Regions from separate parts of the Mus musculus genome. Here regions 1, 3, 4 and 5 are each linked to region 2. The links are chromatin contacts, called in public promoter capture Hi-C maps. All regions are on one chromosome and are shown on one strand. Each heading gives the region's core, a stretch centred on a gene start, on an enhancer-like site or on the middle of the called end of the contact. The rest is flanking DNA. Distances are from core to core; before and after follow the strand shown. Region 1 holds the start of C1qtnf4 (C1q and tumor necrosis factor related protein 4). Region 2 holds the start of Acp2 (acid phosphatase 2, lysosomal). Region 3 holds the start of Atg13 (autophagy related 13). Region 4 holds the start of Zfp408 (zinc finger protein 408). Region 5 holds the start of Ckap5 (cytoskeleton associated protein 5).

Evidence for each region. Promoter capture Hi-C pulls out the DNA fragments that hold promoters and counts their contacts.
Region 1: a promoter capture Hi-C map of pre-B cells shows a contact between it and region 2. The contact joins the promoter of C1qtnf4 here to the promoter of Acp2 in region 2. A contact is called at or near these places in 20 of 39 promoter capture datasets (the 3T3-L1 cell line, 3T3-L1-derived adipocytes, the C10 cell line and 13 more), 3 of 484 Hi-C or Micro-C datasets (Sertoli cells, conventional dendritic cells and cortical neurons), 10 of 115 datasets of contacts at active chromatin or transcription factors (bone marrow-derived dendritic cells, bone marrow-derived macrophages, embryonic basal ganglia and 7 more) and 2 of 9 other capture datasets (adipose tissue and liver).
Region 3: a contact with region 2 is called in a promoter capture Hi-C map of embryonic stem cells. The contact joins the promoter of Atg13 here to the promoter of Acp2 in region 2. A contact is called at or near these places in 2 of 39 promoter capture datasets (cranial neural crest and embryonic stem cells) and 3 of 115 datasets of contacts at active chromatin or transcription factors (bone marrow-derived macrophages, double positive thymocytes and embryonic stem cells).
Region 4: a promoter capture Hi-C map of erythroid cells shows a contact between it and region 2, with 18 times the contacts expected there. The contact joins the promoter of Zfp408 here to the promoter of Acp2 in region 2. A contact is called at or near these places in 13 of 39 promoter capture datasets (the HPC-7 cell line, cranial neural crest, embryonic stem cells and 8 more), 1 of 15 datasets of contacts at CTCF or cohesin (large pre-B cells), 7 of 484 Hi-C or Micro-C datasets (B cells, embryonic stem cells, muscle stem cells and 3 more), 11 of 115 datasets of contacts at active chromatin or transcription factors (astrocytes, bone marrow-derived dendritic cells, bone marrow-derived macrophages and 5 more) and 4 of 9 other capture datasets (adipose tissue, embryonic stem cells, liver and 1 more).
Region 5: a contact with region 2 is called in a promoter capture Hi-C map of hematopoietic stem and progenitor cells, with 3 times the contacts expected there. The contact joins the promoter of Ckap5 here to the promoter of Acp2 in region 2. A contact is called at or near these places in 14 of 39 promoter capture datasets (the 3T3-L1 cell line, the C10 cell line, the HPC-7 cell line and 8 more), 9 of 115 datasets of contacts at active chromatin or transcription factors (the NIH/3T3 cell line, astrocytes, embryonic limb bud and 6 more) and 4 of 9 other capture datasets (adipose tissue, embryonic stem cells, liver and 1 more).

The regions. Positions count from the first base shown.
Region 1 is chr2:90,883,693-90,888,897 of GRCm38.p6, reverse strand. It overlaps C1qtnf4 (C1q and tumor necrosis factor related protein 4), which reads right to left and starts at 3,112. Exons shown (of 2, transcript NM_026161.3): 1 at 2,895-3,112.
Region 2 is chr2:91,200,711-91,206,102 of GRCm38.p6, reverse strand. Acp2 (acid phosphatase 2, lysosomal) reads right to left here and starts at 3,191. Exons shown (of 11, transcript NM_007387.2): 1 at 3,055-3,191; 2 at 2,407-2,502; 3 at 1,777-1,863; 4 at 195-347; 5 at 1-93. The coding sequence starts at 3,168. It also overlaps a transcript of Nr1h3 not described here.
Region 3 is chr2:91,708,096-91,712,916 of GRCm38.p6, reverse strand. Atg13 (autophagy related 13) reads left to right here and starts at 2,325. Exons shown (of 17, transcript NM_001355419.1): 1 at 2,325-2,670. It overlaps Harbi1 (harbinger transposase derived 1), which reads right to left and starts at 2,065. Exons shown (of 3, transcript NM_178724.5): 1 at 1,666-2,065; 2 at 52-837. The coding sequence starts at 721.
Region 4 is chr2:91,647,942-91,653,361 of GRCm38.p6, reverse strand. It overlaps Zfp408 (zinc finger protein 408), which reads left to right and starts at 3,571. Exons shown (of 5, transcript NM_001347175.2): 1 at 3,571-3,658; 2 at 3,937-4,211; 3 at 5,285-5,346. The coding sequence starts at 3,613. Arhgap1 (Rho GTPase activating protein 1) reads right to left here and starts at 3,244. Exons shown (of 14, transcript NM_001359970.1): 1 at 3,110-3,244; 2 at 1,539-1,598.
Region 5 is chr2:91,522,811-91,528,107 of GRCm38.p6, reverse strand. Ckap5 (cytoskeleton associated protein 5) reads right to left here and starts at 1,346. Exons shown (of 44, transcript NM_001165989.2): 1 at 1,258-1,346. It also overlaps the pseudogene Gm13770.

The DNA of each region.
Region 1 (5,205 bases), core at 1,863-4,362, 320 kb after region 2:
CCCTGAGTTCAAATCCCAGCAACCACATGGTGGCTCACAACCATCCATATTGATATCTGACTTCCTCTTCTGGGGCTATTGGAAGACAGCTACAGTGTAATTACATATAACAAATAAATAAATCTTAAAAAAAAAAAAAAGGAGGAGGAGGAGAAGAAGAAGCTGGGTGTGGTGGCACACACCTTTAATCCCAGCACTTGGAAGGCAGAGGCAGGCAGATTTTTGAGTTTGAGGCCAGCCTGGTCTACAAAGTGAGTTCCAGGACAGCCAAGGATATACAGAGGAACCCTGTCTCGAAAAAAGAAAGAAAGAAAAGAAAGAAATGTCCTGGTTAATGAGGCCAACAGCCCTGTCCTCTCTCCTCAGCCCTCTTCCCTCTCTGGGTGTTGAGGAGATCTCAGTTTCTAACAGCCAGCACTCCCTCTGCACTTTCCTGGGGCTTTTCTCTGCTCCTTGGCCTGCCCTTCACAGAAGACACTGGCTCTTATGTCCATTTCCACCATGACAGTGTTTTTAGTCTTATCTGGGGATGAACGGAGGAGATAGCTGCTCTCTAACCACTTTCCTGACCTCTGCTCCACTGAAGGGTCCACCAGGATCTCTGGACTCCCCTGGGGTCCTTCCTGAACCGCAGAGGTCCAGCCAAGCTTTAAGTTAGTGCTTTCCCTGTGAAACAGAATGAGGTAAGGAGGGGCTGGAGAGATGGCTTAGCAGTTAAAGAGTTTAGCTGCCATCCAGAGGACCCAAGTTTGATTTCCCAGCACCACAGGGAAGTACGCAGCCATCTATAACTCTAGATCCGATACCCTCTTCTGGTCTCCATTGGCAGCAGGCACACATGTGGTTCACAAATATACATACAAGCAAAACACCCATATACATACATTTCTTTTAATTATTCAGGGGGATAACTCCCTTTGTCTCTTTGTGCTTGGAGGCTGGCTGGCTCCTGTGGGAAGGAGAGAGTCATGGCTATTGAGGCTTGGGAGGACAAAATAAAATTCTGGTAGTGCTCTGGCAGGATGGTGAGGTCATCAGCTTCATTTGGGAGTGGCAGACACTTAGACCTAGATATGGGACTTGGAATGAACTGCAGGCACTCGGACACTGAGTCGTGCCCCGGTCACCTTAGGCAATTTTTTTTTTGTTTTGTTTAACTCTCTGAGTAAGGCTTCATCCGTGTAAATGGCACAATGGAGGGCCACACAAACTGGTGCTAAGCATACGCCACCCAGACAGCAATTGTGAGCATGGTCTGTACTGGGACATGGTACTGGGACAGACCTAGAGGCGACTGTTCTTTACCCCTGGGGAAAGCGATATGGTCAGGTTCTTGACATGACAAGGTTAGAGCCTCAGTAAATGGAGAGCTTGGGGAAGCATTATCCAGTCCCTGGGAGTCACTAATGCTGGGATTCTGTCATGCTTTAACGTGGACTCCAAGGTGGAGGCAGGCAGGCAGGAAGCTAGAGACAGACAACTCGGGGCAAGAGCTTTTCTGGGAAGTACCCTGAAAGTGTGTGTAGCCTTGAGTCTCTTGCAGATTCCGGGGGTTGAGGGGCTGCTGAGAGCGGCCAGGTCCAGCTGTGCAGCTGTGGCGCACTCCTGGATGTTCGCCTGCAGTCCACTGCCCAGCTGTCAGAATAAACTGCACTGCCATATAATTCTCACAAGAAAGACCTCAAGTCCAGCTGAACGCTGACTCCTTCCATACTTTTCTGACTCTCTGTCCTATGGGTTATGGGGTGAGGGTAGGGAGGAGGGAAAGGGTCCATCCATAGTAGTGAGAACTACACCTGAGAAGTGTCCGGTCCACTCTGTTTCTTCATACAAAGCTCTTTTGGACATATAGATAAGCCCTCTTCCATTTTATGGATGAGAAATCTGGTGCCTAAACGAGGGGTACACGTTTTGGCTCAAGGTCATCCACTGAACTCTTAGCCTTAAACAGAGGGTTTGTTCTTTTTTTCCATTTCAAATCAGTGCGCTTCTCTACCAGCTCTCCCTCTTACACAAAGGTCAATGTGTTTCCCGCCTCAGTGACCCCTTTTGCAAAACCAGAAGAGACAAGGGAGCGAAGGAGGAAGCAAACAAAGGCAAGCACAGCCTCTGTCATTTGTTTGCTGAGAGGTGGGAGCTCTCCCTCTGCCCGGCAGCTTTCCTGGCAGGTCTTCGCTCGAAGCTCCTGCCCACCTTATCCTTTGCCACCTCCCCTCTAAGTCAGATGAACCCACCAGTGCCAAAGGTTCTTGTGTGTCCAATACCCTTCCTACCTTCCGTACTCCACTGCACATGCCCCTGAACCCTGGATCCTTTCCTCTAACAATCCCATTCCCCAGCAGGTCAGAGGAGGATGGTAAGGCGTCAGGTGGGTCTCAGAGCTCCAGGAAAGGAAATGGCTGCACAAAGCTCTGTCCAGGTGAAGCTCAAAAATAGTCATCTTCAAAGAGGAAAACTGGGACAGAGCTGGATAGACCCAGAGCCATAGAACCAATGGAGAAGGTGCAGCGATGTCAGACTAAGGGCATCTCCAAGCCCCTAGCGCCTTGTTCCCATATCCCAGTTAACACTGCTTTCAAACCGTGCCAGAACCCCCCTGTATCTTCCTTGAAAGTCCGCATCCTTCCAAGAATGTGAGCCCCACTTTTACAGAAGCAGTCAATAAGTCCCTTCTCGTGGGGAAAAATGCCCCATTAAGGGGTCCCCGCAAGCCCCTTTTCCATTATCCCTGCCCTCCACCCCTCCCTCTGAAGTAAAAGCCCCTGAGCCTCTTTCATGAAAAAGCGCCCAGGTCCTCCTTTCCAGGAAAAGGGACCGGGTCCCTCGTGCCTCCCGCCGCCCCCGCTCGCATAGAAGAGAAGCCTGCGCCCCCGCCTCCTCCGGGCTGCCCTCACCTGGCTGGTGGCGGGCGGGTCGGCTTCGGTCCCAGCCGGCTATCCTGCTCGGTGAGGACGCCGGGCTACACACTGGTCGCCCGCGCTGCGGCTTGACCGGGCCTCCAGGGGTGGCGGGGGTTTAGCCGGCGACGAGTGGGGACCCCGGCAAGGGAGGCGTGAGCAAGTGGGAAGGACAGCAGAAGCTGAAGCGGAGAAACGCAAGGGCGGGGAGCAGGGGAGGCGGAGGGGAGAGCGGAGGACGAGGGAGGGGCGCCGAGCAGTTGGGCCTGGGGCACCGCACCGAGCCTGCGCTGAGCATGGGACCCTTCCTCATTCCTGGATCCTGAGCGTTACCCACCGGGTGCCGCGCTCAGGCGTCATTGATCCAAGTTAGCAGGTGGGGAAACCGAGGCCGCTAGAGAGGCCACCCTAGGGTGGCCCAAGGCATCCTACAGACCAGCTTTCTGGTTTGTGTGGGGAGAGAGGACTCGGGCAAGGCATGGACTGTGCTGCAAGCAAGGACAGTAGGAGGTGAGATTTTGTATGGGACAGATGTCCACGCTGAGTGGCCTTGGGGGGAAGGTCTGAGGGAAGAGAATGATAAATGGGTCAATGTCCTTAGTAAAGTAAGAGGTGAAAATGCCCCACTTTTCCTTCCTCACTTCTGAGTCTGCAAATGCCCCTCCCCCTGCACCTCGTGCGTGTGCTAGCAAGGCTGGAGGAAGGACAAAGCTGCAGACATCAGCACATCAGCTTGAGACCCTCTGAGAAGAACAAAGAAGGTGCAGGATCCTTGGGACGTACTGAATTTTTCTTTTCCGGAAAAGGTTGAGAAGGGCAATAGGAGGTCCCCGTGTGGGGCATGGACTTTCTGGGGAGCTATGCCCACACTCGTAGGAGTCCAACAACACCTCAGGGGCTGAGATCAGCATCTCCTCCACGCCCCACGCCCCCCCTCACCCTCACAGGCTCGCAGAAGCCCTGGCCCTCAGGAGCTTTCCTTCTGGAATTCTCCACATACCTGGCCCCAGTTACTGGAGTATAAATTACCCATGGAGAAGTGATGAGCTTGGGCAGTTCCTCCACGCTGTTGGGTACAAGGAGGCACAAGGCAAAGTGCCTGCCTAGCCCTTGCCAGATCACAAATGTCTCCTTCTCCTTGAAAGCTGGGGAGGGGGGCACTCCAATGGGCAGGGCACTGAGGGTGGGATGAGTCCCACAGGGAAAGGCCAGGAGCCATCCTGTGACACCTGTGGTCCTCCTTAGGCACTGGACCTCTTATTCAGGGCAGGAAGGTGTGGGAGGGAGAGAGGCAGGACATTTGAATCCCAACTGGGGCTGGAAGACATTTGACACTTAATATGGAAGAACTCTCAACAAAGGAATCAGGGTGGGCTGGTAATGGGTAGATAACATGGCAGCCAGCAGGGCCTTGGGAAGGGAGAGGCCAGGGAAGGCATGATGGGGTGCTGGTGGGTGTGGGGGTAGTTAGGAGTGGAAGAGCCACAGATATACCAGATAGGAAGTTAGGAATCATCAGGGCTCAGAGAAAAGGGCCCAGGCTAAGTTGTAGTCTTTGCTTACTCCTACCTGGTTCAAACTGCAAGTGCTGGCAGTGCTGTGCCCTCTCACCCAGGATGCCTCCCTAGCCTGGATGTTACCTGCACACATTTTGGCCCCAACTCCCATTTGCATCTCTCTCCTGGAGCATTCTTGGCTGTGCAGTTAAATAAGGCCAGAGTAATGGAAAGCTAGAACCCTCTAGCAACCCTCAACTAATGAAGGGTAGGGGCTGGGAGTGAATACTGCAGCTTCCTGGTTCCTCAGGAGGAACTTCCTATACCCAGTTCCAAGATGTGTTCTAGGAGAATTAAGAAACCCTTTTAGAGGCTGGAGAGATAGTTCAGGGATCAGGAGTACTGGCTGCCCTTTCAAAGGACCCGAGTTCAATTCCCAGCACCCACATGGCAGGTCACATCTGTCTATAACTCTAGTTTCAGTGGAACTGACACCCTCACACATACTACAAGCAGGTAGAACACCAATGAACATAAAATAAAACAATAATTAAAAGAAAGAAACACCTTTAGTGACAACTTAGTAACATCTGCATGCTTTAGTTTCCTTCTTTCCTTTCAGGACCCACCTGTTTCCTGGAATTACCTCCTAAATAACTATTCAAACCTAAATTCATTCACTCATTCTCTCTGTCTCTGTGTGTGTGTGTAAATTTCTAAAGATTCTATTGTGTCATGTGATGTTTTTCTGGAGCAATGATTGAGAGAACACTGATGTTTGGAAAGAGTATACGTATAACCCGACAGACAGT
Region 2 (5,392 bases), core at 1,942-4,441:
CTGAATACTTCTGTTCTGATACTCTGGTGTCTGCCGAGTCTCATTCTGCAGCTGCTCATAACGGGGACATGGACCCAAAGGAAACTTCAGCAACTACAAATTAAGGAGGAAACAGGCAGAGAAGGAGTCTGGGATCAATAGGCTTATAACCATAGTTGTTCCCTCACCACTTAAGAAGGGCTGGCCAGTCTTACCCTGTCTTCAGTGATGGGCACAGTGTGAACAGGGATAGGCTGCCATGAAATGTTAGGGTTGAAGTGCTGAACTTCATTGGGAGGGAAGAGTCCAGCCAGGTTGGCCTCAGCACTCATGAGAGTACGATCGAAGTCTGTGCTTCGCACATAAACCTGTAGATTGGCAACACAAATCTCTTTGTGTGTAGAAGCACTTTTGCTCCTCCCCAGAGCCCCAGGGTAGAACCTGTTGTTGATTACTCAGTACTTTATAAACTTACCATGCATGCACACCCTCTCTGCTGCTTCCCTATTCATCAAGGCCTCAAACATTCAGCTACAGGCTATCACCACTATATAAAGCACTCAGACTGTGGGAATGACTCTAGTTCAAACACTCTTTCCTGTTCTTCAAAAGCACTCATTTGGTAAACTATCTGGTCTTGGAGACTTAAATAATTGGTTTGTCTCCCATGAAGAACAGAGTCCTTGTCAGCCAGAATAGTACATCCCCATCCATACACATGGAGACAAGATCTCAGTATGTAGGTCTGTCCTAAAACTCACTATGAAGACCAGGCTAGCCTCAAACTCAGGAATCTACTAGCCTTTGCCTCCCAAGTGCTTGGATTAAAGGTATGTGCCTCTAATTCAGCTTGGCATTCACTTTTTTTTCCTTCTCTTTTGTCAAAACAGGGTTTCTCTTTGTAGCCCTGGCTGTCCTGGAACTCAAGAGATCTGCCTGCCTCTGCCTAACAAGTGCTGGGATTAAAGTTGTGTGCCACCACCACTGGTTTGGTACACACTCTTAATTCCAGAATTTGAGAGGCAGAGACAGGAAAATCTCTGAGTTCAAGACTAGCCAGTACCATAAAATGAGACCCTGTTTAAAAACACAAAAGCAATACCCTAGAGTCCAAATGGCAAATACCACTCTTCACCACACTCCCTTTCCTTTTATAAATGGGAAGAAGGGGGGAAAAGGAACAGCGAGGTGACTTGTGAAAAGGGAGGAAGAAAATAGGGAAGCGAAGGGCAAGCTCAGGGTAGAGCTAGGTCTTTAGGGAACAGTAATCTAGAGGATTGAGACAACTGTGGCTGCAAGCAGTAACCATGGAACAGCTATCTCCACTGGGGTAAGCAGAGAACCTCAGGAGCTAGCACATTTGCCAGTCTTCACTGCCCCTCCCCCGATTTAGCTTGGCTCTGTTCAGCTTATTAGACTGCTCTAATATAAGCTCTATTATAGAGATCATAACTCTATGGTATACCATCATAGGAAAAACATTACCACAGTGCTTGGCCCTCAGGTGACAATAAATGTCTTGGACAAAATGCCTATTTATTGTTTCAGAGTCAGAAAGTACTTTATCAGACCCTTCCTCATGTCTAAGTTGGACCCCTGGTCAGTTTTGTCTTTTCCCAGACAAGCAGAGACACTTCAGACTCCAGAGCCGTATTCTAGACAGCTCTTAGATGTCTTGTCCAGGGACCAAAAGTTCAAGAGGGAACCTTGACTGCCCAGGCTCATCCTTAGATTCTCTGCAGTCAGAATATAATCCAAAGATCCCAGTCCTTTTGCCAATCAAACTCCCAACCTTACCTCTTGCCTGTGGTAAGAGGTGTTCAGAAAGCCATGGTAGCGTTGCCGCAGGGCCTGGCCCAGCTCCCAGTGCTGTAGCATCCCTTCCTGTGGGCAAACCTGAGAGTTAAAGTCCAAAGAGGAGCTGGGCATGGTGGCCTTTAATCCCAGCAGTCACTCTCTGAGTTCAAGGCCAGCCTGGTCTACAAAGTGAGTCCAGAACAGCCAGGGCTCTGTTACACAAGGAAACCCTGTCTTAAACCTCCCCCAAATCCCCAACCCCTGGGGAAAAAAAAAAAAAAAGTCCAAAGAGAGGGGATTAGCCACAAGTCCTATGTATGGCATTTAGGCATTCTTCCCTTGGCAAGAGGTGAATTTGATTCCAGAAGTGGCCAGTTGTAATGATACTGTCCCCTGCACAGAGTTGTTAAGAAATCTGGTCATAGCCAGAGATGTAGCTCACTGTGCTTAGCATAGACAAGGTTCTGGGTTTAATTTCCAAAACCACAAAAACAAAACAACAAAATAGACATCTGGTCCATCAGAACCCATGTGGGAAGCTAGTAGTTTAAGGAGCCCCAGTTTCTGTGCTCCAGATGTGATTCATTCCGTAGCATATCCCGAGACCTTGCAGGTTGGCTTTTGACCCACCTTGGTTAGCTGACCAAATCCCTGGGGCCATTTCTCTTCCTGATAGGGGTCCTTGGGATATGTCTTCACTGGTGACCGATCTCCATGTCGATACAGCTGAGCAAAGAAAATGGTGTGTCTATAGAATCAGAAGGGTCTTCTAGTTAAGGACAGGACCCACCTCTGCACATGCCAGGAAAGGAAATTTCACTCCATCTTTCTCTACTGAGCGATGAAAAAAGACCCCAGTTCGGGCGATGCAATGTAACCTGAGATAATAGGTAAAGCCCCAAAGCACAGGTAGAAGAGTAGTGAAAGCAACGCCTTCTGGGGGAGGAAGTGGGCAATGGGACTGGGAAAACAAAGATCAAAGTCGTCTTTATGGGTGACTTTCAACCTTTTAACTAAATTCCCATCCTAGGGAAGAATATCTCCTACTCGGTCGTCCTGCCCTAAAAAAAAAAAAAAAAAAAATAGCCTAGGGCTCCAAATCAATTCTTAATCCAGCCGCACAACCCACTATGGGCCAGCGGTTTCCTAAACCGGTTCTTTCTCCTCCTTGAGAAGTGAGACCCCGGCCCCAGAACACAAGCTCTGCCCCTCCCTCTACCAGCCGGCCTTTGCCCTTTCAGCTTTGGCGAACCCGTTGGTGACTCCGTCACCCATTACCAAGGTAACAAAGCGTAGACTCCGGGCCTGTATGGGTGGCATCACCGTTAGGCACATGCCAAGAAGGAACTGGAGAAGAGCCGCCTGGCTCCAACCAGTCTGTCTGCCGGCCATCACTGTTGTAGGCTGTGTAGCAAGAGGCCGGAACGCCTTGGGCGGTACCTGCTGCAGCCGCCCGGATGCATTCGTAAGGACACTTGCCGGAAGTGCAGCCTTCGCCATCTTTCTTTGGGTTGCGGGAGACCGGGAATGAGAAAGTCTGGTGGGAGAAGGCGGAATTTGGGAGGGAATGCAAATGGAGAAGGTTTGCGATTGGCGGTGATGAACGAGGGTGGGACTGTTGCGCGACCTTCCGGGCAGAAAAGGCTTAAACACCTCGCTTTTGTAGAGGCGCTAGGTCAGGCTTACCCCTTCTTCTACAAAGCTGGTGCTTGCCCTGGTTGGGGTCTGGGCCTGGAGAGCGAGTGCCTGCTTTGAGGAATGCTTCTGAAAATGATCCCAGAGCCTCGGCTGGTGCAAAACTGGGGCAAGGTGTGGGGAAGTACAGAGCCTAACTTTCTGCTCTTGGGTGTGTAGTTTAGTGTAAGCCTTGGCTTAGACACTGTTCCGATAAGCGGGCTTGTTTGAGATGTAGGGTACTGCATGTAACCAGCCCTTTGGACTCCCTGTGTCCTTGAGGTAGATCCAGTCTAGTCTGCCATTCATGTCCTGAACAAACCTTCGTACTCCCCAGTTTTTTTCAGCTCTTTTCTTGTGCTTACCGATTTCTAAATTAAATTAGACTCAAACGTCATGTTTGAGGAGGAGTTGGATTGCATAGGATGTTCCGATTTCCCAAACCCACTACATTGAATTCTTATGGGAGGAATCTCAGAAAACTACATCAGTTTTGATGCAGGCATATAACTGGAATTGCCACAGAATCAGAGTTCCTCCAGACATTAGCCTTTAGGATTTGGAGGCAGGCAGCCAGTTGGGTGTCTGGATGTTGTGATTCCAAACCTTAGAGTGACACACAGTTGCAGATGAGATCTTGGGCCCTTGATATGCTTTAATGCAAATCTGATCAGAATTGATACTGTCCCAGGACTCCAAATAAAATTATGTACCTTACTGCCTAAACTTTACTTTCGATGTCACCTTGAGAAAGACTTGGGGAGAATAAGAAGGCTTCAAAACTAAATAGTTTTAAACTTAAAAACAAACAAATCTATGTGGTGCATGCCTTTACTTCCAGCACTTGGAGAGGGGGGTAGATGTCTGAGTTGTATGTAGGCCAGCCTGGTCTATAGAGCAAGTTCCAGGACAGCCAGCGATACATGGAGAAATACTGTCTGGAAAAAACAATGATGAAACAAAATATTTTCTATGTATGGGTGTTTTGCTTGCATGTATATCTGTGAACCATGTATATACAGTGTCCTTGGAGGCAAAAAGGCAGCATAGGATCCCCTGTAGACTTTAAGCAGCTGTGTGGGTGCTGGGAATAGAACCTGAGCCCTCCTCTGAAGGAGTTGCCAATACTTCTAGCTGCTTAGCCTGCAGCCTCAGTTCTTTTTTTTTTTTTCTTTCTTTTAGATTTACTTATTATTATAAGTACACTGTAGCTGTCTTCAGACACACCAGAAGAGGGCGTCAGATCTCATTATGGGTGGTTGTGAGCCACCATGTGATTGCTGGGATTTGAACTCAAGACCTTCGGAAGAGCAGTCAGTGCTCTTACCCACTGAGCCATTTCACCAGCCCCTCAGCCTCAGTTCTTAATTTTCTTTTCTCTTTTCTCTCTTATTATTTTGATTTTTGAGACAGGGTTGCTCTGTGTAGCTCTGGCTGTCTTGGAACTCTGTGGACCAGGCTGGGTGTTGGGATTAAAGGCATGCACCACCTTGCCTGGCTATTTCTTAACTGTTTAAATCACAGGTTTCCTATAAATCACATGAAAAATTAGCCCTCTCTCCAAAAAAAATGTGTCTACACATGAACACAGAATATAGTTTTGCATATAATGTCAAGTGATTCACAAAGATCCTCCATCAACTTATAAGGTTAGGAAACCAACCCAGAGAAAAGTAGTTTGCCTAAGCGTATACAGTTTAGAGAGTGGATTGAAATTCATTTGCTTATTTTTGTTGTTGTTTGTCTTTTGAAACAGGGTCTTATATAGCCCAGGCTGGCCTCCCACTTCTGATCCTCTTATTACCACGTGCTGAGCTCTGGAATTACAAGTGCGTTCTGCCCAACTCAGCAGTTTTCTTCTCAACCTCCCTCTCTTCTTTCAGACAGGATTAGGGTTTTGCTGTGTAGCCAAGGCTAGCTTTGAACTTATTACTGCCTCACT
Region 3 (4,821 bases), core at 1,076-3,575, 510 kb before region 2:
TGCATAACTTTTCTATGGACATAAACTGAAAATTTATACTTGCAAACTTACCAAGAAGCCAGCTATCTTTGGGCATCCCAGTTTCAAACTGACTGGTTAAAGAAGACCGCTGTAGCACAGCACAGTCCTGGAGGCTACCTGGCCAGCTTGTCTCCACAGTCATCAGTGCCCCTCTGATGTCACACACCACCAGGCAGTTTAGAGAATGCAGACCCTTTCGGTTCACGTAAGAGAGGTCTTCCGCATTTGGTGCCTTGATTGCTACATGGATACAGTCAGCCACCCCTATCACCCCTGGCATCCCTGCCAATCCATAGAATTCGTCCTTTAGAGACTGTACGGCAGCTTCATCAACTGGAAAGTGAATAAACTGTGAGGCCCGTTCCACAAGGGCTTCAGTGACATTTGCAACGCAGCGACTCATAGAGGCCTGGCTAATTCCAATTGCATCTCCCATCCGAGTCTGGAAGGACCCTGAGGTATAAAACCCTAATGCTGCCAGGATCTGTGTCTCAGGGCTAATAGCCCTAGATCTCTGAGTAGGCCGAGAAAGGCTTGCCCCCAAGAGTTCCACTAAGAAGTATATGAATTGTCGGGGGAATCCATACATGGACATCAAGTATTCGTCAGTCACATCATCCAGCTTAAAACGGTCCAAGGTCCGGTGACCTCGGCCATACAGCAAGAGATCACAGTCAAGCACTGTTATTGGAATAGCCATTGCTAATGTGGAGGTCCTCTTCTATCTGCTTTTCCCGAATTTTTCCCAGCGCAGTAAGTATCAGAATTCAACAGCTAACCATCAGTTAAATGGCTCTGACATTTATAATCTTCTTTCTGTAAATGTTAATTAAAAGAAAAAAATAATTAGAAACGTGATCCAAACCATACCAAATGACTCAAAACCTACACCTTTTTCAGCCATTCACTTGTTAACTCTAGATTTATCTCCACTGACTCACTATTGTATGACAAACTTGATCTAATTTGCAGACAATAAGAGTTCAATCCCAGTGGCTCATCTACTGCCTGGCATTTCAACTGAGAACAACACATGAGAACAAACAATTTACAAGGTAAAAGAGGTCTGTGGCAACCAGGAGACAGCTGACAAGTTGAAAACACCTTAAGGGTTACTCAGAGGTTTGTTTTGCAAAGCCCTATGGCTCCACAGATGAGGGAGTGCTCAAACCAGTCCAACTAGAGATGTAGAACAAAGGGGGGGTGGGGGGGGGGGAGAAAGGAAGAAAGACAGTCTGTGGCCCTGCCTGGGGACCTACACTGTCTGCTGTAACAGGCTTTCCCTTCATCTCAAGAGACCCAAATCCCGAAGCTTTAGGCTAGAAAGGAAGGAAGAGTATAAAAGGAAGGAAAGGAGGAAAAAGCTAAGTGAACCAGGTAGGTCTGGAACACCGAGGCCACTTTTCAACCCGCTTTCAAAACAGTATTAAGGGACAAAGATGGCTCCGAGGGCACAGGGTTTGCCTGTGAAGCCTGGTGAAATAAATTAGTTGGCTATCTGAGATCCATATGGTGGAAAGAAAGAATCGTCCAACACCCTTGCCACATCACGCCCGCCTCCAAAACATAAATGTATTTAAAAAGTTTATTCCTTTAAAAGCCGTGTAAGTAAAGATGCCCCAGCCAGGAATGGGCTCACTGTACTTGGGAAGTGTAGACCAGAAGATCATGTGCGAGGCAAGCGTGGACTACGAGCACCAGTCAAAACAAAGTAAAACAAAACAAAAAGCTCCTAAGGCTGGTCCAGCCTGTAATGTTAGCATTCTGGAAACTGGGTAGCATCGCCGCGTGCTCCATGCCTGCTGGAGCTACATTACGTTCAAAGCTAACCTGAGTTACACAGCGAGACCTTGTCTCAAAAATAGTAAGATAACCAAAGTCTGGCTGCTCGACCCAGAATAACCGAACGCTGATCGCCACCTTTCCGTAGCTACCGGATTAACCGGAGCACTCTCCACCCTCGGGGCCGAAGAAGGCCCGCCTCCGGAACCCACGGCCGCACACAAGCCGCCACGGTGCGCAACAGCCGCACCTCCCCTTCCGCGTCAGCGCCCGCCCCACGCCGCGTCATCAGCACCTCGGCCACCGCGGCCTGCGCTTCGCTTCCGTACATTCTACACGAAGCCCAGTCTCCAACTCCCTAAATTCCTTCCCAAACCCTTTTTTTTCTCCTAAAAGGCTTTAAAATTAATCATATGATTTATTTCTGGAAATAAGCCGCCTTTCTTGAAGACTCTGATGTACAGAAATATTAAATAGGTCGTTTGTGGTGTAGCGAAAGTGCAGCTGAATTTAGGCAGCTGCATTTCCTCCGTAGCGCTCTACCTCCCCACCGCCTGCACTGAAGCGGATGAAAACAAACACTAAGGATGGCGGCGCCGGGCAGCGACTGGTTGCTGGCTTAGGGCGGGAGAGATCGTTTGACGTGTGAAGGGGAAGCTCTGAGAAAAACCAGTCCACACCAGTCCGACAGCTTTTTCAGTTCTGGGATCCCGGAGCCTCGTTAGCGTGAGATATCTCTCTGCGACCTGTGCTGTCACTACCGCCCGGGAGCGCGGAACCCTCTGCTGGGAGGTGCAGTTGGCCGGCCCCAGGCCCCGGCCTCCGGAATGAGAGCCCGGAGCCACTCTCTGTGCCGTAGCTTCGCAGGTACTCACTTTTGAGGGTAATAACCCCCGGATCTTTCAGCGCCCCCGAGTGGGAGGTCACTGATCTGTGTTCCCTTGGCCACCACCTTGGGGACGCCCAAGCCAAGCAACCGAGGTTCAGTTCCATAATCCCCTGATTATGTTTTCTACGAGAAGTTGGGTTGGTGTAGACCCTGTTGGCTCTTGAGGCGTCCCAACCGTTACAGACATCCCCCGAAATTTTCTTGCTACTTTATTGTCTCTTTGAGTTATGTCAAAAAGATCTATTGGAGAACATTTGTAGGGCCGTAACTCCGGTGTTGGGTATCAAGGTAGGTTAGGTAAGTTTTCAGTCAATCAAAAAAAATTTTTAATGCCAAGTATGAAGTCCTCCTGTAAGTGAGGGTGACTTGACTAGTGAAAAAGGGGACTATGTTCTTACTGGCAGTGGAATAACCTGCGAAAACCTATTCTCATTAAATCTCTGAATTAAGTGGCTAAGCACCTTCTTGGGTTGTAAATCTCTCATTCACTTTTTTCCTAGTTAATCTGCTCAATCTATCCTCAAGGTAACATTCCTTTGTTGGCTCCCCCCTCCCCACTTCGGTGGTAGCCCGTAGCCCAGGTTGGCCTTAAACTCCTGTGCTTCAGTTATCTTCTTCACTCAGCCTCCTGAGGAGCTGAGAATACCGACGCAGGCTGTCACAGGCCTAGGTTGGGATAGTTGGAAACAGGGTTCACCTATGCAGCCAGGGTTTGTTTGCCTTGAGTTACTGATCCTCCTTTCCCGGCATCGTAAGTGTTGAGATTATCTAGCATATACCATCATGTCTAGTTTTGAAATTCTCCTAATGAAATATGTATAAATTTATTTATATGTATATGTTTATATGTATACAATAATTATATATCTATACACAAACACATACGTGTTCTTACTTGAGGTTTAACCTATCACTCTGCTCAGTCTACTACAGAGCTATATTCACAACCAATTAATCTCTGCTTTTTGAGACAAGATCTTTTTGTGTATTACACTTGTTGGCCTGGAACTCACTATGTAGACTAGGCTAGTATTGAACTTGTTAGCAGTCCTATTGCCTCTGACTCCCCAGGTCTGGGCTATAGGCATGTAATACAACCAAACAACACTATCTATCTATCTGCTCTTGTAGGTTTTTGAGACAGGATATTTATATAGCCTAGGCTGGTTTTCACTTTATATAGTTTTGGGTGACCTTGAACTCCTGAATCTCTTCCTCCTGAATACTAGAAGTGTGAACTACCATACCAAACACTATAGACTGAATTTAAATCTTTTAAAGGCTTATAACTCATTAAAATTATTTTCACATTCATTTTAAATACCTGCCTGCTTTTAACTGTAGAGTGCATTGGAGCAACTTATTAGAAAAGTCTTCTGCGGGGCTGGAGAAATGGCTCAGTGGTTAAGAGCACTGACTGCTCTTCCAGAGGTCTTGAGTTCAAATCCCAGCAACCACATGGCAGCTCACAACCATCTGTAATACACCATGATGCACTCTTATGGAGTGTCTGAAGACAGCTACAGTGTACTTACATATAATAATAAATAAATCTTAGAAAAGAAAAGTCTTCTGAAGGCCATTGTAAGCAGCACAGGCAGCCTAATGTCCTTGGGCACACGAGAAGGGATGACAGTGTGAATCACCGCTACTTAGAAAAGCAACTGAATGGCCAAGTACAGTTGACTGTTAGGAAAAGTATTGGCTAAGTGAAGAATTAATAGAAGTCATAACAGGATTACAGCTTTGGAAAATGCTGCTTCCACTTCTGGTTCACAGATATATGAATAAAATGTAGAATTAAAAGACATTTTACACGCCGGGCGGTGGTGACACACGCCTTTAATTCCAGCACTTGGGAGGCAGAGGCAGGCGGATTTCTGAGTTCGAGGCCAGCCTGGTCTACAGAGTGAGTTCCAGGACAGCCAGGGCTACACAGAGAAACCCTGTCTCGAAAATACCAAAAAAAAAAAAAAAAAAAGAAAAGAAAAGACATTTACAGTTCTTTTAAAGTCATTTTTACAGTCATTTTAAAGGGGTTACCTCTCCCTTTTAGTATTGTCAATGGCTTTCTTATTTAAAGATAACTTAAGATGGCATTAAGGTCAGATTCTCTGAGGTGGATGTTA
Region 4 (5,420 bases), core at 2,322-4,821, 450 kb before region 2:
AGGAAAGGCTTTGAAGGACAGAAGGTCTGTCAGGAAGGGAAACGAGTCAGCACTGAAGCCAGGTTCTAGGCCCTAACCAAAGGAGGTGGCACTTTCTGCTCTTGGCCCCATAAAAAAACACGTCCCTCCAGCTCACCAGATGGGTGAGGAAGGAGGTTTCAGTCCAACCGATTTGCCCAACCCCAAAGAGGAGGCTGCATTCCTGACGCCAGAAAAAAGTGACATATATGGTCAGAGAATCAGCAGGACAGATAAGAAGAGCAGAAAGGGCCTGGGGGTCGGAAGAAGGGAAGAGCTGCCCAGGAGATCACACTGTGGGCTAAGAGGATCGTGACAACCTCTACTCCCCCACACATTACAGCTTAGGGCTCTGAATGGTGAACCAGCTCCCAGGGCCGAAGCAACAACTGCCTTGTTACCATGGCAACATACTGAGTCAGTAGAAGAGCTGTTTCAAGCTTTCAAAGCCCCCTTTTTTGACCAAACCCCCCCTTTTTTGCTTGTTCTTTCTCTTTGCTTGTCCCTCAGCCTTACCCACTACCTCTGCTGACCACCAAAATATAGGTTCCTCCCTAGGGACACAAAGGACAACCCTGTCATATTTGGGAAAGCATTCCTCTTAGTGAGTAATATTGGCCTTTGCCCAAAGCCCACATCTTCCTTTCCCCCTTCAACCCTGCATCCTCCAACCAGACAATCTTCAGTTTCGAGGAATTTACCTCTGACCCACCTACGCCTCCCCATTCAACCAAGAGGTTATAGGGAGGCTTCAAACAGGAGCTTCTAACCATAGGTCTCAACCTATGGGTCATAACTCCTTTTGGGATCAACTGACACTTTCACGGGGGTCGTCTAAGACCAGTGGGAAACACTGATATTTACGTTACAACTCATTACAGTGGAAAAATTACAATTATGAAGTATTGACAAAAACAATTTTATAGCTGGGGGGCATCATCACAACATGAGGAACTGTATCAAAGGATCACAGCATTAAGAAGGCTGAGAACCACTGGCTGTTATAGGACAGAGTCCAGCAACCTCCTCCTGCCTAAAAGTCTTCTCTCCATTCCTATTCCTGCCCAGGCTCAAGGAGTCCTGGATCTTCCCTCCCAGCTACCCCAGAGAATTCTTTTTGTACACAGTAAGTACCGGGTATGATAGAAAAAGCAAGAAACCAAGACTATGGAAAACTGGGTTAGAGTCCCGACTAAGCTGAGGACTGCAAAGATCGCAGACAAGTGAAGCGCCTTTCCTGTCTGGCCTAAACTTTGCTCATCTGCAGAAGCAGAGGCTCCTCCCTCCCAGAGCTGTGCCTCTCCGTGCTCAGAAGCTTTTCCTTTTATCCTGCTCAGAAGCTGAGCTATGTGCAAGGGACAGAGAGGGAGACTATGGAGAAGAAAGCTGAGCTCAACCCCCACCTCTGTCCCTGGGAACTTCTCTCTGTCAGTGCAGCTAGAGCTGACCTCCAACTCCCACATAACCTCCTTCGCTAGTAAAAGCACAGTAGTGCCAGCCAGCTTCCTGGCCGCTCTCACCTGCTTCTGGTGCCTTCTGGGAGCCGGATGTTTATCTGCTAGTCAATGGGTAGATGAAGCCTGAGAAGGGAAATTCTAACATAAAATGGTAGAAATGAAATATATCTGCCACCTGCAAAAAGCCACTCTCTCAGATTAATATTCCATTTGGACCAGGTAAACCATTTACCTAGAAAGTATTTAAAATTCACTTCAGGCGCCGGGCGTGGTGGTACACGCCTTTAATCCCAGCACTCGGGAGGCAGAGGCAAGTGGATTTCTGAGTTGGAGGCCAGCCTGGTCTACAGAGTGAGTTCCAGGTCAGCCAGGACTATACAGAGAAACCCTGTTTCGAAAAATAAAAAATAAATAAATCAAATTAAATTAAAAAAAAAATCACTTCAGGCAAAGGCTTTGACTTTTGTAAAACAGTGATTCTCTCTCTCTCTGAAATTCTTGATGTTTGTGGACTTTTTCACTAGGAAAAATGAACAGATCCATGGAAACCTTGCATGCATTTTAAAGATTTCACAAACCCCCTGTTATTGCTTAAGAACCTATTTCAAGGGCTAAGTCCATAGCTCAGTGGTAGAGCGCTTTGCCTGCATACACAGGGTCTCTCCAGCACATGCGCGACAAGAGAGCGCGCGCGGGCACACACACACACCAAAGCAATTTATTCAGAGTGATGCACATAGCACCAGAGTTTATTCAGAGTCTTCACATAGCAGACTGTCATTAGCTGAATGAATGAATGAATGAATTTCATAAGTGGAGAAGGAAACGGATATTTGTACTATGAACTGGGCACAAATTCACCTCACAACTGCACTAGTAGTTCAGCATATGCTATAAAAACCATTTTACAGTTTGAACAAAAAGCGGGGGGAGGGAGGGAGGGAGCAAACTGCTACAGATCATAGAACCCAGACGCAGGATTTTAACCCACAAGTTCCAGTTTGAGGTGTTCTCTAGGTTAAAGTCAACCCCCTCAACAGTGATCTTAAGTGACTGTCGGTCACAAAGTTCACTGGGATCCAAGAGGCGCCACGAAAGGGCAGCCAGACTTCTCAGGGCAAACTGAAGTCACAGTACTTGCTGGTGCTGGAATCAGACTGTTTTGTGACTTTGGAAAAACCCAAATCCTACAAGGCTGCAACTCTAAACTATAATCATGTTTGCATAGAGTCCGAAAACAAACAACGAATGGAGTGTATTTCGTTTCACAAGAAAGTGAGATGAAAGCACGGCCTATCAAGTGACAAGGTGGATCACTTCCCCTGATTTCTAGCTCTCAGTGCTATGCCAGATCTGATCAGGACGACTTCTCCCTCCCTCCCACCGGCTTGCTCTGGCTTGGCCTATGCCTTGCAGAGGGAGGGCAGGAACAAGTCAGAGAAAGTGGCTGTCTTCTCATTGCAGGCGCCGAAATGGGAAAAATCCCGGCAGCGAAGAGACCCAGGCCCTCGGGCCCAATTCCACTCCCGACCCACTGCCTCGGATTTTCCCCTTTCCGACCCAATTCCTTCCGTTGACCAGAGCAGCTCTTCCCCACCACCACGCCCAAAGAGACCCCGCGCTCCGCAGCTCACCTCGTTCCGGCAATGCTTCCTCTGCCACGCCTGTCAAAGCTCGGCAAACATCCGGCTCCGAGATGGGAATGGGAACCGCCCCCTCGGGGGCCCCCAGCTCCCCAACCACTTCCGCCATTTCTTCTACCTACTTCCGGCTTGCTGCCCGGACCAAACAAGGCTTTCTTGGTGCTCCGCCCACTTCCGGCAATCACCTGACAAAATGTGAGGTTAATTAGCCGAGCTGTCCGACTCGCCGCTACCTAAAGTGAGTGAGTTGGGTTCCGCTTTTCCAGATGCAGGAAACTAGCGGGCCTCTGAAATCCTAGGTTCGTATCGCCCATCGGACAGGGTTTTATCTGTCAAGTACTTCCAAACTCCCAGGTCCATCCTTCAATGATGCCTAACCACCCGGATTCTTCCTTGAGCTTAAATTTGAAAATCAAGGACTGTTTCCGGGAGGAACCGGGACAAAAACGCTCACTTCCGGTAGAGGGGAGTGGCGAGAGAATCTCTGTCCCACGATGAAGGAGGTGGAGGAGGTGATCTTGGGGAAAATAGAGCCGCACCGTGAGTGACCTGCGATGTCTGCGACCCTCAGCCCTGGACTAGATGGCCACAGCGTTTTTCTAGTCAGCGCATTCCCTTACATCCCTTTTTCTCTTGAGCCTGGGATCCTGCTCCGGTGCCCTAAGAGACTAGACTCCCTCCCAACCATTCAAGGGCCCTACTAACTAGAACCTTGCTAATCCCTCGGACTCTTGGGTCATAGCTGACCCTGTACCTCTCTTTCCCCAACCCCACGCCTTCATGGACCACTCCTTTACTGCCTTCCCGTCTCCCTGCAGCCCCAGAGCCACCCCTGGGCCAGGATTCAGGATGGAGCCCTTCCGGAAAAGGCTTTGCTCCGGGCCTCAAAGCCTGCCCGCCGGGTACGAGCCCTGCCATCCTTGTTCTAAGGAGCCTCCCCCAGGGCTTGGCCGTGGGCCCCTCGAGATCCAGGAATCAGCACTTGGGGGTCTGGTGTGTAGGAGCACCCCTGCAGCCCGGCCTGCATTGGGGACCTCTGGAAGATGAGTCCGTCCTGGAGAAGGGCGAGGGAATGAAGACACCGCACGAGGAGGTATTGAGGAGTCGGACATCTGTCTGAAAGTTTGGGGGAGGTTCAGACATTTCCGGACAGCTCTTCCAGTTTGTTAGAAGCAGGATATTTTCAAACTCGAGAAATAATTGTCCCTTCATTGCAGCGCTGTCTTGCTCTACCTAAGCAGCAGTAACTAAAGCAGATGCAAAGAAGTTGTGAGAACCTGAATTCCTACTGTGTTGGCAGAGACAAAGGTCAGAAGCTAAGGTTACCAGGATCAGATTCAAACCTGTTAACTAGTTAGCTAAATTACACACCTAATATTACTCACCTGTAAAAGAAAGTTGTGGCTGTTACCGAGATCCTTTGGAAGACCAGAGGACACGATGCAAGCCAAATACGCCTGTGCTTTGTAAGCATTAGTAAGGATTGTTTAAAAGTATTGGTGCTCTTGCAGCGTTTTCTGTTTGGTATTTGCTGAAAGGCTGTGCTGTTTAGAGCTTTCCACACCTTTAAGGAGAGGTGAGTGGACTCTCTGGTCTTCACTGACTGAAGATATAAAACAGCACCATAGAACTGGGCGCGGTGGCACACGCCTTTAATCCCAGCACTGGGTGGGAGGGGGGCGGGGGGAGGCAGACGCAGAGGCAGGCGGATTTCTGAGTTCGAGGCCAGCTTGGTCTACAGAGTTAGTGCCAGGACAACCAGGGCTACACAGAGAAACCATGTCTTGAAAAACCAAAAAAAAAAAAAAAAAAAAAAAACAAACCACACAGCACCATAGTGTAGAGGCAACCTCAGAGGCTGCTGCTAGCCTTAGAGTTTCATCTTATGAAAAAAAAAAGTGGGGGAGGAGTTGGGGAGTGGTGCATGTCTTTAATCCTAGCACTAGGGAGGCAGAGGCAGGAAGATCTCTGAGTTCGAGACCAGCCCGGTCTACAGAGTGAGTTCCAGGACAACCCTGTTTCAAAAACAATCAAAAAAAAATCCCAAAAGTTTCAGCTTAGCTTTGCCCCAGAAAGGTTGTGCCCAGATTTGCTTTGCTTTTGTTTTGCTGTCTGCCCCTCACTCCTCGCAGGCACGGGGAAAGGGATCTCATTGTTTTATTCTAGGACTTCTCGTTAGCCCCGTGCGGAGCCATCTGTCCCCGGCAGCAAAGTTCCACTTGGACCAGGTAAGTAAAACTAGTGCGCGCACACGCTCTGCTTGGGATGGAACCTGAAGCCAATTCTCGTTGCCTTCCCGGCG
Region 5 (5,297 bases), core at 97-2,596, 320 kb before region 2:
ACTGAGTCCTCTCTCCAGCCCCAGGTAAAAAAAAAAAGTAAAAGTTTTGTGTACAATTTTTTCATTACAGGCTTACTACAGTGATTTAACTTATATTGGAAAAAAAAAAGTTGATTTTGATTTTCTCTTTATTAAATCGTACTTGACCAGTCACTTTAGAAAAGTCTCAAATGACCATTAACTTGATTTATATTCTCGCTCTTTAGGTCACAGAAGATGTTTTCAGGGTGATGAAAATGGAGAAAAAATATTTCACCTTTCTAAAAATGAGTTTCCAGTTCTATAATTATGCATAATGTAATACAAGCATCCTATCTGGGCCAAGATTTAATGCCTTGGTTCCTAGGAGAATTAAGAGTCATGCATAAATTTGGGACAAGTTCTGCAAAAACCTCTACTGGTGCTGAATCAGAAACTCATTGTTAAGATTCATCAACAAGAATATATTCTTTTACACACAGCAGCCTCTCTGGCAACATCTCTTTCATCCTGCCCTCCGCAAGAAACAAAATGGGATGCATTCAATCTTGCATAGCAATTACCACGACTTTGGGCAGCTCTCTCAACAAGGATTTGCTAAGCGCTAAAAAGTGAGAATCTCATTCACCTAGCGGCAAGGCCTGGCTCACCTACCCTGCTGGCTATTGTACTGGTGCCGGAAACCTTCAGAGCTGCAAAATCCCTGAACTCTGCTGACACTTTCTGAGGGAGAAAACCAAGGGCGGGGCGGCGAATGAACAGCATCCTTACAAAATCATCACAGGTAGTGGACGCAGGGATGGAGGCAGGCCCAGGCACCAGGCTCTGGTCCCGGCTCGGAGGAGACAACTAGGCCCTTCACACCCACCACAGCCCTCCCGTGCTCTTGTTCATTCATTTAACAATTCCGCGAGGCGCACTCCTCCACCAAGGGCCTGCCGGCAGGGCCCCCGCCCCGGCCTCGGACAGCTCAGCCTTCAGGCGCGGCCCGGGGCCGCCAGCGAACCTCCGAAGCTGCAGCAGCTCCCCCGCCGCGTGCTCTGCTCACCTGAACCCCCAGCCCGGGTCACCAACACAAGCGAGCGCCCACGCCCCCCGCCCTGCCAGCCGCGGGCTCCCAGGCCTCCGCCCCGCTCCGCCGCCTCAGACCTGCCGGGTTCGCGAGAACGCGGAGGCGCGCGTCCGCGGGGGCCCCGCCCGCGGCCGTGGGTCCTCTAGCGCGCGCGACGCCGGGTCCCCAGGGTCCAGGCCGGCAGGTGAGACCCACTGCCCACTCACCTCTGCCGGGTCAGAACCGAGGGGCCTGCTCTAAGCCGTTTAAAACCGCTTGGGCCGCCGCACACCCCGCAGTGTCCTCGTTGTTCATTGGTCCTCGGAGAACCGCCTATCGCCCCTTTATTGGTCCGTTTGAAAGAGCTGTGGGCACGCGCCGCCTGCGGCCTTAAAGGGAACGCGCGCAGCTGTGTTTCCCAGGGCTGCGGGTCAGGTGCTTGTCACCCAGTGGCTGGAGGAATGGCTACCAAGGCTTCTGATAGAAGAGCGAAAGGTGTGTGGAAAACTCTGCATTTCCAGTCATGATCACGTTGCCTTTACCTACTGATGTTTAAACTGCTGTCAACATCTCCCTCCCACACCTTTTTTTTTTTTTTTTTTTTTTTTTGGAGAGCTTGCAATCATTCTGTGCTGAGAGGAAAGCAAGAGGCAACTGAGATGTAGTGGAAGGAGCCTCGAATGCTAAATTGTAGTCTTGGACTTCTTTTGAACAAATCACTTTTCTCAGTTGATCTGGACCTCTGTTTCTTTGTGTAGGAAATGGGATAATTATGTTTTCCTTACAAATTTAATGTAAATGTTTAAATTTCCTTACAAGTTTAAATTAAAGACCGTGGTGGCACACGCCTTTGATCCCATCTGAGGCAAACAAATCTCTGAATTTGAGGCCAACCTGGTCTACAGAGCCAGTTCCAGGACAGCCAGAAAAATCCTACCTCAAAAAACAAACCAACCAAACAAACAAACAAAAAATCAAATTTAATGTAAGGATTTAGTACAACAAGCTGAGAGTCTAGGAATGGCCTTTATGAACTACAAGATTTACTTCACAAATGCTTGTGCTTATGAAAAGGAGAGGATTCATTTGATGAAATATGATTGTCAAAAATCTATTTTACTACATTTCATTTATGTGCACTATGGGGTGTGGTACAAGGAAGTTCAAGGACAACTTGCTAAGCACCAGTCCTCTCCTTCCACAATATGGCTTCAGGAACTCAAATTCAGGTCCCCAGACTTGACAGCAAACACCTCTACCCATTAAGCCATCTTGCCTGCACTGTTTTAGTCTTTGAGACAAGGTTCCACTCTGTAGTCCAAGCTAACCTGGAACTGGCACATAGACCAGGATGCCTCAAATTTGTAGCATCATTCTACCTACACCTTCCAAGTACTGGGATTACAGACACGTGTATAACAATGATTTTTTTTTTTTACAAATTTAATGTGAGGATTTAATATAACAAGGCAGAGACAGACCGATCTTTGATTTCAAGGCCAGCCTGGTCTACAAAGCAAGTTCCAGGACTACACAGGGCTACACAGAGAAACCTTATCTTGAAAAACCAAAACCAACCTAAGAAACAAAGAAACAAACACCCAAGAGTTAGAGAAGAAAGATGTGAGTATGGTGGGTCTCACCTGTAATTTTAGCACTCTAGGGGTAGAGGCAAGAGTATGGGATTTGAGGCAAGCCTCAGCTATGTAGTGCATTGGAAGCCAGCCGGGGCTGTAGGATGTTGTCTCAGAACAAAGATTTGGAGACACAAATGCTCAACCTCACTGTTAAATTTGAGTGCAAATTTCTAGGAGGACAATTTTGAGATCTACAGATTCTCTAGCTCAGTAATGCTACTAAGAGGCATTTATTATGCACATATACAAAAAGTGTAAGAATGTTACTGAGCCACTGGGATATTAGAAACAGAAATCTGGAAATCACATGGCCATATAAATTATGGGATGTCCATAGAACACTGCACTCTAGGTACCAACTTGTGTATTAGTCAGAGTTCTCCAGAGTCCCAGTCCCCTGGGATTAAAGGGGTGTACTACCTTGCCTGGGCCTCAGCTTTTCATGGCCATTATGCCTCAAGATCTTCATGTCAAGATACAGGTCAGAAGCCTGTGTCTTCCAACCTCAAGATCTGGATCGCAAATATGTCCTCCCATTTCTGCAATGTGGTTCATTCCAGATGTAGTCAAGTTGACAACCAGGAACAGCCATCACAGCAGAGGTGGGCCCTATTTTGAAAAATGAGTCCAAGAAAGAGTCAGGATTAGAGCCCAGAGCCTGGGAGGGCTGTTACTGCCCAAATGGAAGTGGAAAATCAGGAGAGGCCTGTCTCACGGGAAGGGAGGAGAGGCCAGTTTTAAGCTTGTTTACTCTCAGGTACCAACGAGATGTTTAAATGGAATCATCTAAGTAGGCTTACGAAAGAAGCTGGAAGACTAGATTAAGTCTTAAGTGGTATTGATTTGGGAATTGCTTTCTGTAGAGTGAGACTACAGGGGCAAGAGAGGAAGGAGTGAAAGAGAGGTGGGAAGAACAGTTACATGTAAGGAAGGAGAGGAACTGTGCCCTCAAGGAGTTTGTGGGTAGGCTACTAAAAGCAGCTAGTAGAATTTTTGGAGACCCTCAAGCAGGGGCTCCTTTTGTTACACAATTGTCTTATGAGAACACTAACGCAGCTTGGCCACCCGGCCATAGAAAGCAAAGACAGTAGAATTGCTCCCCTGGAATCTGTCCTCACTGCAGGAGGTGTAATCTTTGGGCCAGGACTCAGGCAGTATGCTCAGAGTAAGAAATATTTATATTTGAGTTAAGTTATATTTGCAAAGCTCAGACCAGCCTCAGTGAAGCCTGTGTGGTGTTTCTTTTGTCTTGCAAACACTGCCTATGGAAGTTTTGGGGGTCTAAGCCTCACCTCCAGGGAATTATTTTTAAGCCAAAATAGCATTATTGCAGATCTATCCAGGTGTCATTCAAAATAAAGTTTAAACTCAAGATTTATGAAAGGTCAGTGAGGCTGTTGAACTTGTAGCAGCATTACAATCTGATCTGCCTACTCTACTTAGAATTATTATCGATTTGGAAGGTTGTTTTTTCCTTTGCATCCTGATAATTGTAAAGGGTTTGCTTCTAGTGAGTTTGTAATCATTGAAAGGTTTTACCTCGTCTTCAGTTTGCTATGTCCACCAACAATATGTCCGACCCACGAAGTCCCAACAAAGTGCTGAGGTATCAGCCACCTTCGAGTGAGTGCAACCGGGCTTTGGATGACCCGATTCTGGACTACATGAATCTTCTCAGCATGATTTTCAGCATGTGCGGCCTCACGCTTAAGCTGAAGTGGTGTGCTTGGGTTGCTGTCTACTGCAGCTTTGCCAACTCTCGGAGCTCGGAGGACACTAAGCAGATGATGAGTAGCTTCATGCTCTCAATCTCTGCTGTGGTGATGTCCTATCTGCAGAATCCTCAGCCCATGACGCCTCCCTGGTGATGCCACCTAGGAGGGTTGGATCCTGGACTCCAGCCCACCTTCTCTCTGGCCTAGTCTTTGGCTGCCTCCGCCCTCCCTCAGCTGCTATCCTAAACTTTCCTAAGTGTGGTCTCTGGGCTCCCAGCTGAATGGAAGGAAGTTGGCCCTTTCTTTGGGACCCTGCTTCTGCTTTGACAGAGATAAACCTGCAGACTTCCCTTTTACCTTCTCTCCCCCAGCCACTGTTATGAGAAACACTGTTCATGTTTCTATATAGTCACTTGTTTTCTTATTGAAACCAGTTGATATAAAACTTTCCACTCTGAAAAAAAGAAAGGAAGAAAGAAAGAAAGAGAGAGAGAGAGAGAGAGAGAGAGAGAGAGAGAGAGAGAGAGGAAGGAAGAAAGAAAAAAAGAAAAGGAAGGAAGGAAGGAAGGAAGGAAGGAAGGAAGGAAAAAAGATTTTACCTCTAGGAATAACTAATAGTCTTACATTATGTATAAACAAACAAACAAACAAACAAATAAAATTGTCTCTGCTTCAATACAAGAAGCTAGGACTTTGAATCGTATATTATTTATTATATGGAGAATATTTTATTAGCTAATCCCTCTGAAGAAAAATTTACTACAAACCTTTGCTTTTATACAAACAAGCTTTAAAGTTTGGGGGAGTAGTTGTAGCTCCAGAAAGATTCAGAGGCAATATCTTTTTCAATATTTGGGGCCTCAGTTATATCCTAGAAAAGTTGTGGCACAGAAAATTCAAGAAAGAAAAGATGAT